Regions from separate parts of the Capra hircus genome. Here region 1 is linked to region 2. The links are chromatin contacts, called in public Hi-C maps. All regions are on one chromosome and are shown on one strand. Each heading gives the region's core, a stretch centred on a gene start, on an enhancer-like site or on the middle of the called end of the contact. The rest is flanking DNA. Distances are from core to core; before and after follow the strand shown.

Evidence for each region. A called contact is a pair of places that touch in the nucleus more often than the background predicts.
Region 1: a Hi-C map of liver shows a contact between it and region 2, with 8 times the contacts expected there. The contact joins two enhancer-like sites. A contact is called at or near these places in 4 of 5 Hi-C or Micro-C datasets (blood and liver).

Annotation. Positions count from the first base shown.
Region 1 is chr22:44,257,896-44,265,235 of ARS1.2, forward strand. No RefSeq gene overlaps it. Among named protein-coding and RNA genes, the nearest start is that of FAM208A, 6.8 kb to the right of the region's middle. Within about 2 kb of position 2,951, at least 1 of the 5 cell types and tissues checked has an H3K27ac peak or open chromatin away from gene starts, as enhancers often do.
Region 2 is chr22:44,007,871-44,014,261 of ARS1.2, forward strand. The region is part of intron 2 of ARHGEF3 (rho guanine nucleotide exchange factor 3); the gene reads left to right. Among named protein-coding and RNA genes, the nearest start is that of ARHGEF3, 77 kb to the left of the region's middle. Within about 2 kb of position 4,746, at least 2 of the 5 cell types and tissues checked have an H3K27ac peak or open chromatin away from gene starts, as enhancers often do.

The sequences.
Region 1 (7,340 bases), core at 1,701-4,200, 250 kb after region 2:
TATGTCAGTTTTCTTTTTTAAAAAAGAATTTTATTGATATAATTCACATAGAACTATTGACGTGTACAATTCGATGATATTTAGTATTATCACAGAGTTATGCAACCATCACCACAATTCATTCTAGAGTATTTTCATTACTCTAAAATAAGAAAAAAAACTAGCTTTCACCTCTAAATCCACCCATTCCTCCAGCTGTAGGCAACCACTAATCCACTTTGTCTCCATAGATTTCCATATCCATACATTTCATATAAATAGAGTTATATAATATGTGGCCTTTTGAGACTGGCTTCTTTCACTTAGCATAGTTTCAAGGTTCATCCATGTTGTAGCAGATATCAGTGCTTTATTTCTCTTCGTGGCTGAATAATATTCCAGTATATGGATAATACTTTTATTTATTTTTAAATAAATTTATTTATTTTAATTGGAGGCTAATTACTTTACAATATTGTATCGGTTTTGCCATACATCAACATGAATCTGCCACGGGTATACATGTGTTCCCCATCCTGAACCCCCCTCCCTCCCCGTACCATCCCTCTGGGTCATCCCAGTGCACCAGCCCCAAGCATCCTGTATCCTGGACTGGCAATTCGTTTCATATATATTATACATGTTTCAATGCCATTCTCCCAAATCATCCCAAATTCATCCATTCGTCAGTGGACATTGCTAATTAATGTTCTTTTAAAATCAGCTTTTACTATGTGGTTACTAAGAATTCTGGCACCCAGTCCCAACTTGTGCATGTGCACATGGAGGCTTCCTCATTGCTATTGTTAGTTGCTCTGTCGTGTCCAGCTCTTTGTGACACCATGGATTGCAGCACACCAGGCTTCCCTGTCCTTAATCATCTCCTGGAACTTGCTCAAACTCATGTCCATTGAATTAGAGATGTCAATCAACCATCTCATCCTCTGTCATCCCCTTCTCCTTCTGCCTTCAATCTTTCCCAGCATCAGGGTCTTTTCTAATGAGTCAGCTCTTCACATCAGGTGGCCAAAGGATTGGAGCTTCAGTTTCAGCATAGTCCTTCTAATGAATATTCAGGATTGATTTCCTTTAGGATTGACTGGTTTGATCCCCTTGAAGTCCAAGGAACTCTCAAGAGTCTTCTCTTGAGAGAAGTTCAGGTAAGGTAGGGTGGTAAGGTGGTCTTATATTCCCATCTCTGTAAGAATTTTCCAGTTTGATACACACAGAGGTTTTAACGTAGTCAATGAAGCAGAAGTAGATGTTTTTCTGAAATTCTCTTGCTTTTTCTGTGATCCAAAGGAAGTTGGCAACTTGATCTCTGGTTCCTCTGCCTTTTCTAATCCAGCTTGAACATCTGGAAGTTCTCAATTCATGTACTGTTAAAGCCTGGCTTTGAGAATTTTGAGCATTACTTTGCTAGCATGTGAAATGAGTGCGGTTGTGCAGTAGTGTGAACGTTGTTTGGCATTGCCCTTCTTAAGGATTGGAATGAATACTGATCTTTTCCAGTCCTGATGCCAGTGTGGCCTCAGGCCAAACTACAGGGAGGGAACACAGCCCTACCCATCAGCAGAAAATTGGATTAAAGATTTACTGAGCATGGCCCTGCCCACCAGAGCAAGACCCACTTTTACCCACAGCCAGTCCCTCCCACCAAGGGGCTTCCACAAGCCTCTTATCTTCATCCATCAGAGGGCAGATAGAATGAAAACCACAACCACAGAAAACTAACCAAACTGATCACATGGATCCCAACCTTGTCTAACTCAATGAAACTATGAGCCATGCTGTGTAAGGCCACCCAAGACAGACGGGGCATGGTGGAGTTCTGACAAAACGTGGACCACTGGAGAAAGGAATGGCAAACCATTTCAGTATTCTTGCCTTGAGAACCCCATGAACAGTATGAAAAGGCAAAAAGACAGAACACTGAAAGATGAACTCCCCAGGTTGGTAGGTGCCCATATGCTACTGGAGATCAGTGAAGAAATAGCTCCAGAAAGAATTAAGAGGCTAAGCCAAAGTAGAAACAACATCCAGGTGTGGATGTATCTGGTTGTGAAAGTAAAGTCCAATGCTGTAAAGAACAATGTTGCATAGGAACCTGGAATGTTAGGTCCATGAATCAAGGTAAATTGAAAGTAGTTGGCAAGAGTGAACGCGGACATTTTAGGAATCAGTGAACTAAAATGGATGGGAATGGGAGAATTTAATTCAGATGACCATTATATCTACTACTGTGGGCAAGAATCCCTTAGGGGAAATGGAGTAGCCCTCATAGTCAAGAAAAGAGCCCAAAATGCAGTACTTGGGTGCAGTCTCAAAAACAACAGAATGATCTCTGTGTGTTTCTAAGGCAAACCATTCAATATCAAAGTAATCCAAGTCTATACCCCAAACACTAATGTCAAAGAAGCTGAAGTTAAATGATTCTATGAAGACCTTCTAGAACTACTACCAAAAAAAAGATGTCCTTTTCATCATAGGGGACTGGAATAAAAAGTAGGAAGTCAAGAGATATCTGGAGTAACAGGCAGGTTTGGCCTTGGAGAACAAAATGAAGCAGGGCAAAGGCTAACAGAATTTTGCCAAGAGAAGGCTTCCTTGTACCAAGCAGCAGTTCTCAGACACCAGCTGGGTGTCCAGTGATTCAGCTCAGTTCTGACACTATCAACTCAGAGATAGAATCAGTTTCCACAGTCCCACCACATTATATGGCAGCAGCAAGCTCAGGTTGTTACATGTGCTTCTGAATGACTGAATACAAATCAGAAGTTCCCATGGGTTTCTCTCTGGGTTTGAGTAATTGCTAGAACAGCCCAGAGAACTCAGGGAAATCTATTTACTGATGAGATTACTGATTTATTATGTTGTTGTTTAGTCACTAAGTCGTGTCCTACCCTTCTGCTACCCCCTGGAGTGTAGCTTGCCAGGCTCCTCTGTCCACGGGATTTTCCAAGCAAGAGTACTAGAGTGTGTTTTCATTTCCTTCTCCAGGGGATCTTCCCAGCCAGAGATCAAACCTGAGTCTCTTGTGTCTCCTGCGGATTCTTTACCGCTGATTCACTGAGGAAGCCCTAATTTATTTTGAAAGGCTATTTAAAGATAAAAATCTACAGCCAGATGAAGAGATATACAGGGCAAGTGCTGGAACAAAGAAACTTCTGTTCTCTTGGAATTTGGGACTTGACAAGTTAGCATGTAGAAGCAGATCTTTGTCCCCCATGTAGCAGCTCCCCAGCAAAGGGTCAAAAAGCTATCTTTTGAGGTTTTTATGGAGGCTTCTTTACATAGCCATGACTGACTCAATCATTGGCCAGTGGACAATGATTCAACCGCAAGCTCCCCTCCCCTCCCTGAAATCAAGAGGTGGGACTGAAATCAGGAAAACCAGCCAGTCACTTGGGCTGACAAGGAGCCCACACCCTGGGGTGGAATCCAAAGTCAACTTTGTTAACATATACCCAATTGTGATGGAAAGAGATTGTTGTAAATATCAAGATACCCATTCCGCCTGCAGCATTTGTGGAAGGACAAACATTATAGCAAAAGATCCTCCTATTGCTCTATCAGCCCAAAAATTCTAAGGGTTTTGGGAGCTATGAACCAGGAACTGTGACTGAAGCCAAATATACCTGAGAAATATATCTTGGTCATCTGAATGCCAAATATATACATATTTCTTATAAATCACAGTATCACAGTAGCAAAAGGTCATTTTAACTATATCTTTTATTGCTAGCCTCTTATATTTTAAAGGAAATTTTTGTTTTTCTTGTTGGCCTTTTATAAATTGGAGAGAAAATGTCCAAAATTACAGTAAGTCTGAGTACCTTTCTTGGATTATGAAGCACCAAATAATAAAGCCGTAACCTGAATCATGTCAAAGGGAATGCAATGTCTGTGCTCAGTTGTTAGTCCGGCAGGGAGACTAGATGACTGATGACTGATTTGCTTCTGTCTCTCCACAAATCCTCTAGAAATTGTTCAGTGCCAAAAGAAAAAGTAAAAATGAAAAGACTTGTGTTTGTAAGGGAGGTGGCAGGAAGTTTCAATGGTTCAGTGGTAAAGAATCCACCTGCCAATGCAAGAGACTCAGGACACATGGGTTCTATCCCTGGGTGGGGAATATCCCCTAAAGAAGGGAATGGCAGCCCACTCCAGTATTCTTGCCTGGAAAATTCCATGGACAGAGGAGCCTGGTGGACTATAGTCCATGGGGGTCTCATAGATCCAGATACAACTGAGCACGCACATACATCCACACATGTTCCTGTGCATTCAGAATAATAGAGGGACCAAACAAGGGATAAAAAATGACACATAGGGGAGTGATGGGAATGTATTATGGTGTAACTTTGTAATTTTTCTTCATTTCTGTTGAGAGCCTTGATTAACAAACTAGAGCTCCTAGAGGCCTACAAGCAAGTAGAATTTCATTTACTTGCCGGAGACCGGAGTCAGAAGATAGACAAATTCGAGTCCTGCTCTGTCACTTATTGGAGCTATTCCGTCGAGCAAGACAGTTAAGCCACCATTGCTTCCTCTGCCAAACATGGCAATGTTTCTCTGGCAACTGCTGTGGAGATTAAAGGGTTTATAGTCTGGGAAGCACCAGACTATAAACCCAGGGTCGGGATGCATCTGTTTATTTTCAGCTCTATCCCCAGAAGCCCAACCTAGGGCCTGGTAGCAGATAGGGTCCCAAGAAATACTTGTTGAGAGAAAGCATGGTAAAATATCTGTATTATTATTCCTTTTCCTCAAGCTTACAGTCTTCCAAATTGAGTAGTGAGATGTGTTAAACCTTCTGAATTTCTACAACTTTCTTTTGCTCTCCTTTATTATAAAAGCATAAAATCAAAAACACTTTGAATTTTTTTTCACACATTTCACCACTATTCGCACTTTTGCAATATACCACTTGCTCTTGAGATTTTCTTTTTTTTTTTTTGCTTTGTGTAACTCATGTCCTTAGCACCATCCTCTTCTTAGAAAACTTCACCAGCCACCATGTGAAGTTAGTATAACCTTGTCTTTCTTCAGATGGAAACAGCATTGGTGTAAACGATCTTATACCTGGAACTCTACTGGTCACCCAGCTGATAATACAGGAGAATCACTCCCAATTGTTAAATCCTTTTTATTTCAACAAATCTTGGATTTGGCAAATGATGTTCATCTGTCTTCTCAAATGCAGTAAAAGGCATTGTGAATTTACATAAGGCATTTCAACGGCATTTGATAGACACACCCGAATTTATATTTTGGGAGTCTACATTTGCATATTATGAAGTTTGCTTAAAGCAAGATATACCAGTAAACACTTAATGTGGTAAACCCAAATCAGGTTATGTGAAATAACGATATTCTTGCCAGAAAAGAAAAGATCAGATAGCCACTTTGCCCTTGGCAGTCAAAACAGATTTCATAAACACCTATTGTGTTCCAGGCACTGTGTTCTAGGCACTGCGCCAGGCTCATTATGGTAAGCAAACCCAGACATTGCTCTTCAGCCCATGGAGCAGATTATACATAGGTTCTAGCGGGGGCGGGGTGGGGGGGCGAGAGAGAGAATTCCACAAATGAGGGAGTCATTACAAACTGAGGGAAGTGAAAGGTAAACAGCCTGAAAACAACAAGGTTCTGTGAAAGCACAGCGGGAACCAACCTCAAATGAGAGGAGGGTGATCAAGGAATTTTACACAAGGAAGTGAAGCTGCAGCCAAAAGAAGCTCAGGAGGAGCTCGTGAGGATGAGGGAGGAAGAGCACACCACACTGGGGAAGCAGTGTGTGCTGAGCCTGATCACGTGGCCAGGGGAGCCCAGCGAGGGGGCCAGATGGGGGAAGCACCCAGGAGCTTAGGGAACTGGAGTGGAGAGGAAAGTAGAAAAGGGTCAGGATTAGCAGGACTCTCTAAGCCCCAGGAAGAATTCTTATCTTTGTCCCTTGAGTAATGAGAACCTGCAGAAGCGTTTCTGGTTTGTCGATCTTGAACTGAAAAACAACATCATACAGTAAAACACACAACTTTCAAATGTAGAGTTCAACAAATATATATATTTATGTACTACCCTTGTAACTATCACCTAAATCAAGATGTAGAATATTATCATTGTTTCAAAAATTCTTTCATATCCCCTTTGACTCAGCACCTCCTCACACACCTCCCTGCTACAGACACATAAGGGAACCACTGTTCTGACTTTTATTATCATGGACTATTTTTGTCTTGCCCTTGAACTTCATGCGAATGGAATCATGCAGTATATACTCTTGTGTCTGACTTATTTTCACTTAACATCATGCCTGTGAGATTCATTCATGGTATTACATGTAACAGAAATCTTAGATGGGTTTGACTCAAATGACAAAAGTGGTGATCATTTTGTAATGTATAGAAATAGCGAATCACTATGTTGTACACCTGGAACTAACACAGTGTTGTAGGTCAATTGAAGTATATTCAATTAAAAAAAAATCTTAGAAATGAAACCAAAACAAACCTTAGTAACAGCTCTTGACTCCTGGGTTTAGTTGAGATGTGTGGTTACGAGTCAGCTGGGTAACTGAAGGGCTACTCACATGCAAGCTCATCCCTAAGCTTATTCTTATTTCTGAGGATTCCTTTTGTGCCTTCTCTTCTTTGCATGGACGTCTTTCCTCCCAGACATTAACCATGATGAACTTCAACCCAGTTTGTTGTCAGGGTCTTATACTTCCTTGGGACACTCCCAGGAAATACTTGCTCAGTGAGTAATATAAGTTCTTGGGGGGAAAGAAGATGACTCCGTGGAAGAGTTATTATTTTTGTAGCTCAAGCGTAAGGGGAAAGAATGGCAATTTCATGTCTTTAATGCATCTGAATAGGCAGTGGAGTTGTAGGCTTATAGCACTGACCTTATTCATAAAATGAACGAACTGAACTGATTTAATCTCCTTAAGGTTCTATGAGTTGGATTAGTGGTGGTTTTGTTGAATGGCCTTATTTTTCTTGTGGATTAAAAAAATTTTTATTTACCTTTTAATTGAATGATAATTGCTTTATAGAATTTTGTCGGTTGACTGGCCTTTATTATCTTTCCCTGCTGCTGATCAATGGAAGCTTTAAAAAAAAAAAAGGTCTCCTAAGTGTATGCTTGAAGCAGGTACTTGTGAGCATCAAATAGCATCTTTTACCTGGAAAAAAAACATGAAATTGTTTATAAATGTTAAACACTGCTATTACAATAAAATCTTTTAAGTGGCTTTGTTCACTTCAAAGGTATTGTTATTAATGCTTTTGTTTTTATGTGTGAATTCTGTAACTATAAAACTAGTTGATTTGATCAGCATCAGGGAGTTTCTAATTCCTCTG
Region 2 (6,391 bases), core at 3,496-5,995:
CTGGGCAGAAGTGACCGCAGATGGATCGTGCCCCGAAGGGACTTGTAATAGGGTACCTGGAGGGATAGGTACAGGGGGGAATTGAGAGGAGTGGTCTGTCTTGACAGAGGTCCCTGGGGAAGATCTGACAGGAAGGCTCCTTAGAAAGGGTGCCACTGAGCTGACTCAGCTGCTCAGAGAGAACCAAGCGTCATAGCCTGGATGGTGTCTTGAGGGAGGGGTCCCTTTTCCAGGGCTGGAGGCCTGGTGGGGAGGCTGGAGTGGGGTTCCCAGGAAAACAGGTCCAGGTGGCTGGGGTGAGGACGGGTATAGTGGTTAGAGGGTCTACTAAATTGTACTTTTTAAAAATTCTTGGGCTGTATTTTATGAGAGATATGGAACCTTTCAGAGATTTGAAATGGGATGCAGGGGTGAGGAAGGAATGACTGGATTTGAGATTCAACAGCTTCCTGCTGGTTGCAGTGTGCAGGGGGAGCTGAGACGGGACTGGATTGGGGAGGAAAGGGTCTGAAGAAAATAAATGCAGAAATGGAGATAGAGGGGATCTCTGAAGACTCCTGATGGGGTATAGAGTGGATATAGGGGGAATGATGATGCTATTCATTGAGTCTCTTCTTAAACTTGGGAACCTCAGTTTCTAGATCTACTTGATAGGGATATGGACAATGATGGGACTAAAGAGCTCTTGTGGGCCTGTACCTAGTGGGTACCAGCTCCTTCTCTTCTACATTGAAACTCACCCAGCTGGCACCCCATCCCCCAGAGCCTGGCCCTTTGCTAGTTCAGTTGAGGTATTACCATGTATCACGTGTGGGACTTAATGACTGGTGGGTATTAATATGTTACCCGGTCCTGATAACCTATTTACATTTTAAACAGAAGTCCTCAGGGCCTGGACTGAAGGAGTCCTTAGTGCTGTTACATTAGCCCCGAAAATTTCCTCCCAGTTTTAGAGAAAACCTTTAATTCTCCAAGGAAGAAAACAATATATGTACCAGGGGAATGTAGGAAGTACTTCATAGGTACTAATTATTATAGGTCTAATGAGAAAAAGTTATTTAAAAGATGACCCGTCCACATGAGTGCTAGTATCTTGAGACTAATATCTTATATCTCGAGGCACGTAATAATGGAAAAATATGAACTCTTTCATATTCAGAAATGTGAAATGAATGGGACTGTCAAAGTTCTATTCCCTTTCTGGCAAACAATTTTAGAGGAATATTCATATTCTCCGCCTAGTGGTCTCTTTTGAAAAACCTGAACATGTTGACAAATGGACCCGAGTTCTCTGTACTTTATTATTTTAACACCTGAGTAGAAGCGAGAGAGTGCCCGGCTCTACGCCTGATGCAACATCGCTCCAGAAACACGCCTGCCAGCCTTTTGAGACGAGAGTTAGCTTTCCGCCCATGTTTCTGTCAGTTTGTTGTTTGGGGCTTTCCATTTTTATGTGGAAATTTTGCCTAAGTTCCACATAGAGTTGTATTATGTACTTAACAAACCCTTGTTATATTTTAAAAGTAGCATCAGATAATTATAACAACTATGAAAATAAGACCCATTTATATTGTGTTTGTGTCCATGAACACTGAGCCTTCTAATGACACGTGAGTATTTCCCCTTTTAGAGGAGAACACCGAGGCTCAGGCAGGTTAAGCAACTTGTCCGAAGTCACGTAGTTACTGGCCTCTGGCCAGAGTCTTCTGCCCTCAGGGCTGGTGCTGATTAAGCTGTGTGAGAGAGAGAACCCCTGTTCTCAGGAGGCGGCTGTACAACTTGAATGTAGACTGATGTTTTTAGTGGAAATGTACAGAAATGATCATTCTGTTGCAGGTTTTAGCAAGCCCCCTTGAGCAGGTGTTTGTGCCATGCTGACGTGGTGAATGAGGAGCCTGTGGAGCTGGACCCACCACGGAGCACGGGGTTGACAGAGGGCTTGGTGTGGAGCTGTTGATGTCTGGGGATCTCTGTTTTCCTCTGTGCCACATACTGAGGCTGGCCTCCTAGGGTGTAGTCCACTGCACAGGTGTCCTCTCCCCCAAGAACTGGGTCCTCGCCAGCTGTCCTGTACCTGGCCTCTCCCCAGTCATTTGAGAAGGGTGGCATGGAGTTACAGTCAGTTGATCCAGGGAACCCAGTTCTTCATCTCCCCCGGTGGGGCCAGTTCTGTGTTCACAGCCATTGCATGTGGCTGGGACAGACAGGAGGGACTCAAGAGTCCTGTCATGATATTGATATAGCAGGTGTTGGTTGAGAGGATCAGCGGCAGATGGTGGAGGTCACACGACCGTCTTCCCAGGTCTCCGGGGTGCCCTACCACTGGGCCTTTAGACATGCTGCCCTGTTGGCCTGGGTTGCTTTTCCTCCTGTTATTCTTCAGATCCCGCACAAAGGTTGCTTTTCTCTGAAAACCTTCTTTAACTCTTGTATAAATATATACTTAGTCTGGATAAAATATTTGTTTAACTCATTTATCAGAAAACTAGAAGGATAAGGAAGAGAAAGCTGGATCTAGGAGGTATCCAGGAAGATATATGTGATATGTATGCATGTGTGTGTATGCATGTAAGTATATATATAGTATGTATATGTACACATACATGTACTCTCATTTGTGTGTATATATGTGTACATATATATACATATATTCGTAGATAATTGTGAAGAAAAGAATGTTGGGATAAGACGGCAAATTTAGATACAAAACTTGTTGAGGTCCCACAGAAAAATAACACTGTAACCTTTGGAATTATCTTTTAATACTTGGAAGAAATTACTTACAACTTACCAGTCTTTTACGAGTTCACAACCTAAATTTACAGAGTCTGAGACCTAATCAAAAGCAAATGGTAAGTCAGAAATCACCTACCCTATAGGCAGGTGCTGACTGTAGATGATGCTAAAGAGGCATGCTTTATTTCCTAGTTTGAAACTTTTTTTAAAGTAGCATTATGTCCTGAGTGGCTAGCACAGTGCCTGGTGTAAAGCAGAAACAAGCGGCTATTTGGTGAATGAATGAACACACGGGAAGAAGATCACTTCCTCAGGCAGGTGCAGGTAAGTGGAAATGAAGTCACTCAGTCGTGTCCGACTCTTTGCGACCCCGTGGACTGTAGCCTACCAGGCTCCTGTTGTCCATGGGATTTTCCAGGCTAGGGTACTGGAGTGGGTTGCCATTTCCTTCTCCAGGGGATCTTCCCAACCCAGGGATCGAACCTGGGTCTCCCATATTGCAGGCAGACGCTTTACCATCTGAGCCGCCAGGGAGGCCCTGGCAGACACAGGGCCGGGTGTTTAATCCAGGAGAGGGAAACAACGTCTGTGAGAAATTGTGCCTCCACCACCCCGCTGGAGGAGTCTGGGGCCAGAACTACCACCCCGCTGGAGGAGTTTGGGGTTAGAGTGCACACTGTGTGCAGACCTGGGGGAGGCTAGTAGCAGGGCACTTGCCAAATCGGGTTTGGGGCAATAAAGGACAGCAGGTCAGGGATCTCGCAGTGAGGAGGGGTGTTCAGAACCAGGGCGAGCTCAGGGATTGGGACGCAGGAGGGAAGGGAAGGAACTGGTGCTTCTGACATCACTGACAGTGTGCGATTCGTTGTGGAGGTTTTCAGTCGCCATGGTCTGTCTCATGTCTGCCCCTCCCCTGGCCTGTTAGGTGGTCGTCTTTTCCTTCTCCCAGAGGCCTGAGCATCGCTGAAGGAGCAGTGGAGGCAGATGTGCTTGGATTGAGGCTCTGCCCTTACGAGCTACGTGGGCCTTAGCAAGGTGGTGACCCTCTGCCAGCCTGTTTCCTCATTGGAACCTTGGCGAGTAACCTGGGCAGATACCAAAGCTTCCAACACTCCAAACCTCAGGTTTTGCTATGTCCAAAGGTTCAAAGTCTGTTGGTTCTCCTCTTCACTGTGTCTGTCAAAGAAGACTCAAAGGGGATCCATTTTATACCCAAGAGCAGCCCTTCTTAGGAACTCCTCTCTCTTCTCATTCCCTTCAGTCCCCAGCTCGCCTGGCCTTGCAGGCACCCTAAGATCTCTCTCCTCCTCCCCTTAGACTCCCTCTATATGCACTCAGGAAGCCTTTTCTCCCCCCACCCCCCTCAGTATTCCCTCATCTCTCCATATCCTGCCTCTCTTCCCTCTGATTCACTCATAGAGACTGCTGAACTCAGACTGTGTAACAGCGGCTGGCGGGGAAGGCAGACAGGACCAAGTCATTCCTTAGCTGTTGGACAAGAAGCCGGGTAGCCTCAAGTTTTAAATGGCTCTTGCCCTTCATTCAGAAAGCAAAGCGCCCCAGAGGTGCTCAAGAGGTCTCTTGAGGTCAGAAGGATTCTTTTAAAGTGGTATGTGTCACGTTTCTGCAGTTAGTGGGCCTCCAGTCAATGGCAATTCCTATTATTACAGAGAAGGGAGCTCAGTGGGGACTTTCTCACAGCTGTGAGTGATGCTGAAGGGGCAGTGAAGTGCCGCCAGGTGGGCTCTGGTGCTCTGAATGCACACTCAACCCAGAGGGTGAGAACTCACCTGCAGGGTCAGGCTTGGGGGAGAGCGGGGATGATGCTCCAGCTGGAGAGTGAGGTTGTGGGGGCCCCAGCTGTGGGGAGCAGCCTGGCAGAGAGCTGTGGTCTAGTCTTGAGGTGGGAGGGTGTATTTTTCAAAGGTTCCCGGATTCTAGAGCAGGCCATCCAGAGTCATTTGGGTCTGAGCCAGAATCAACCTGTCCTCCATGCCACTGGGATCTCCTTACCTGCAAGCCGATCTTCGCCGCCCCCTGCCACCCCCCCCAACACCCTGCGCACCACCCCCGCCAGAGGTTCTGGGAGGAGTCAGGTGGCTTTGAGTCAGGGTGTCTGTCTGTGAAATTTGCAATCTGCTCAGGTCTTAGGATGGAAATGGGATGGTGCTGTGGACCACCTGAAGACTCACGTTCCACAGGGGCCGTTTTTAGGTGACATTCATGTGCTCCAAGCAGGAAAACGTTAAGTGAGGAGTGGAAGGAAATTCTCTTTGACCTTGTTCTTTCTCTCTGTTCTTCTCCTTTTAGGAAAGGAAGCATCTTTGTTTGCAATTCAGATTAATTAAAAAGACAGGAAAGGAAAGAAGACAAAAGGAAAAAAAAAGAGCTACATAGGGTATTCTAGACTCGCCCCGCCCACCTTCACCCGCCCCAATCCCTGCGCAACCCCTGAGGTTTTCTCATAGCTGGCCAGCAGAGGGCACTCTTCACCTACATACTGTGCTGACTTTCTTCTCGGTGGAGGCAGGAGTCTTGTTCTCTCATGGAAAAGTCAGTCCTGGAAAAGATTCACTTTCAGCCCTTTCTAATACAACTCTACGTTCTCATGGAGGGAACTTTCCTCTTTTAGAGCTGCAACATCTGTCCTGTTATTCTAAAATCTGTCTACTGTTGTCTATATTTGAAGCCTCTTAAGAGGAAGATGTTTTTTCCCAGCTTCTTAGGGCACAGATTCAGACAGAAATGGGGCAGAGGGCACAGAGTGGGCGTGCATTGGTCTCTTCAGTCATGTCTGGCTCTCTGCGGCCCGTGGACCGAAGCTGTCCAGACTCCTCTGTCCATGGGATTCTCCAGGCACTGAATGGTGCATTAACAGCAATTAATAAATACTTGGCTCCAGGTGAGCGTCCTTGCCAGTCTCATGACTTTCGCACCTCCATTGTCCAGGCCCTTCCTCCCAGTGGTACAAAACTGATAGAGATGGTTACAAAACCAGAGCACTCACAGGCCAGTCCTAGGAGGGAACAGCTTTGGGTCATGCAGAACATTGTACTTTCCATGGGGACATTGTAATTCCTTCCACTGGATTTTCCCCCCATCACACTTTTAATCCTATTGATGTAATTAATAGGTAACCATTATCGCACTCTAACCAGCGCTGTTCTAAGAGCTCTTACACATGTCCACTTGTTCGTCTCTCTTAAAATCCCAAGAGGTGGTGGAACTGCTGGGGCTTCTGAGGCTTTGTGAGGGTCGGACGCTTGCTGAGAGTCACTTCGCTGGTGAGGGAGGATCCAGATTTGACCCTGCACAGGTGTTGTCCATACTTATTCTTTTGTTGAGTCCCAGTTGGATCCCAATACGGTGCAGACACAAGATGCTACAGTGCAGCTCTGGCTAATGTTAGTTTTGAATGTGCTGTTACTTGAGTATTTGAAAGAAAAAGGGAGGAAGGAAAGGAAGGGAGGAAGGAGAGAGAGCCAGCCCTCAGGGAGCGTGCATCCAAGAGTGGAGCACTCAGGAGTCCTGAGTCCACCACGATGGAGGTGTAGGGGTGGGGGAGGTTGGTGGGTCTAGTTCTTCCTCCTCCTCCTCCTCAGTCCCTTCAAGTAGAGCAGCTCTGCTTTTACCAGGTTTATTATGTCTTGGGTTT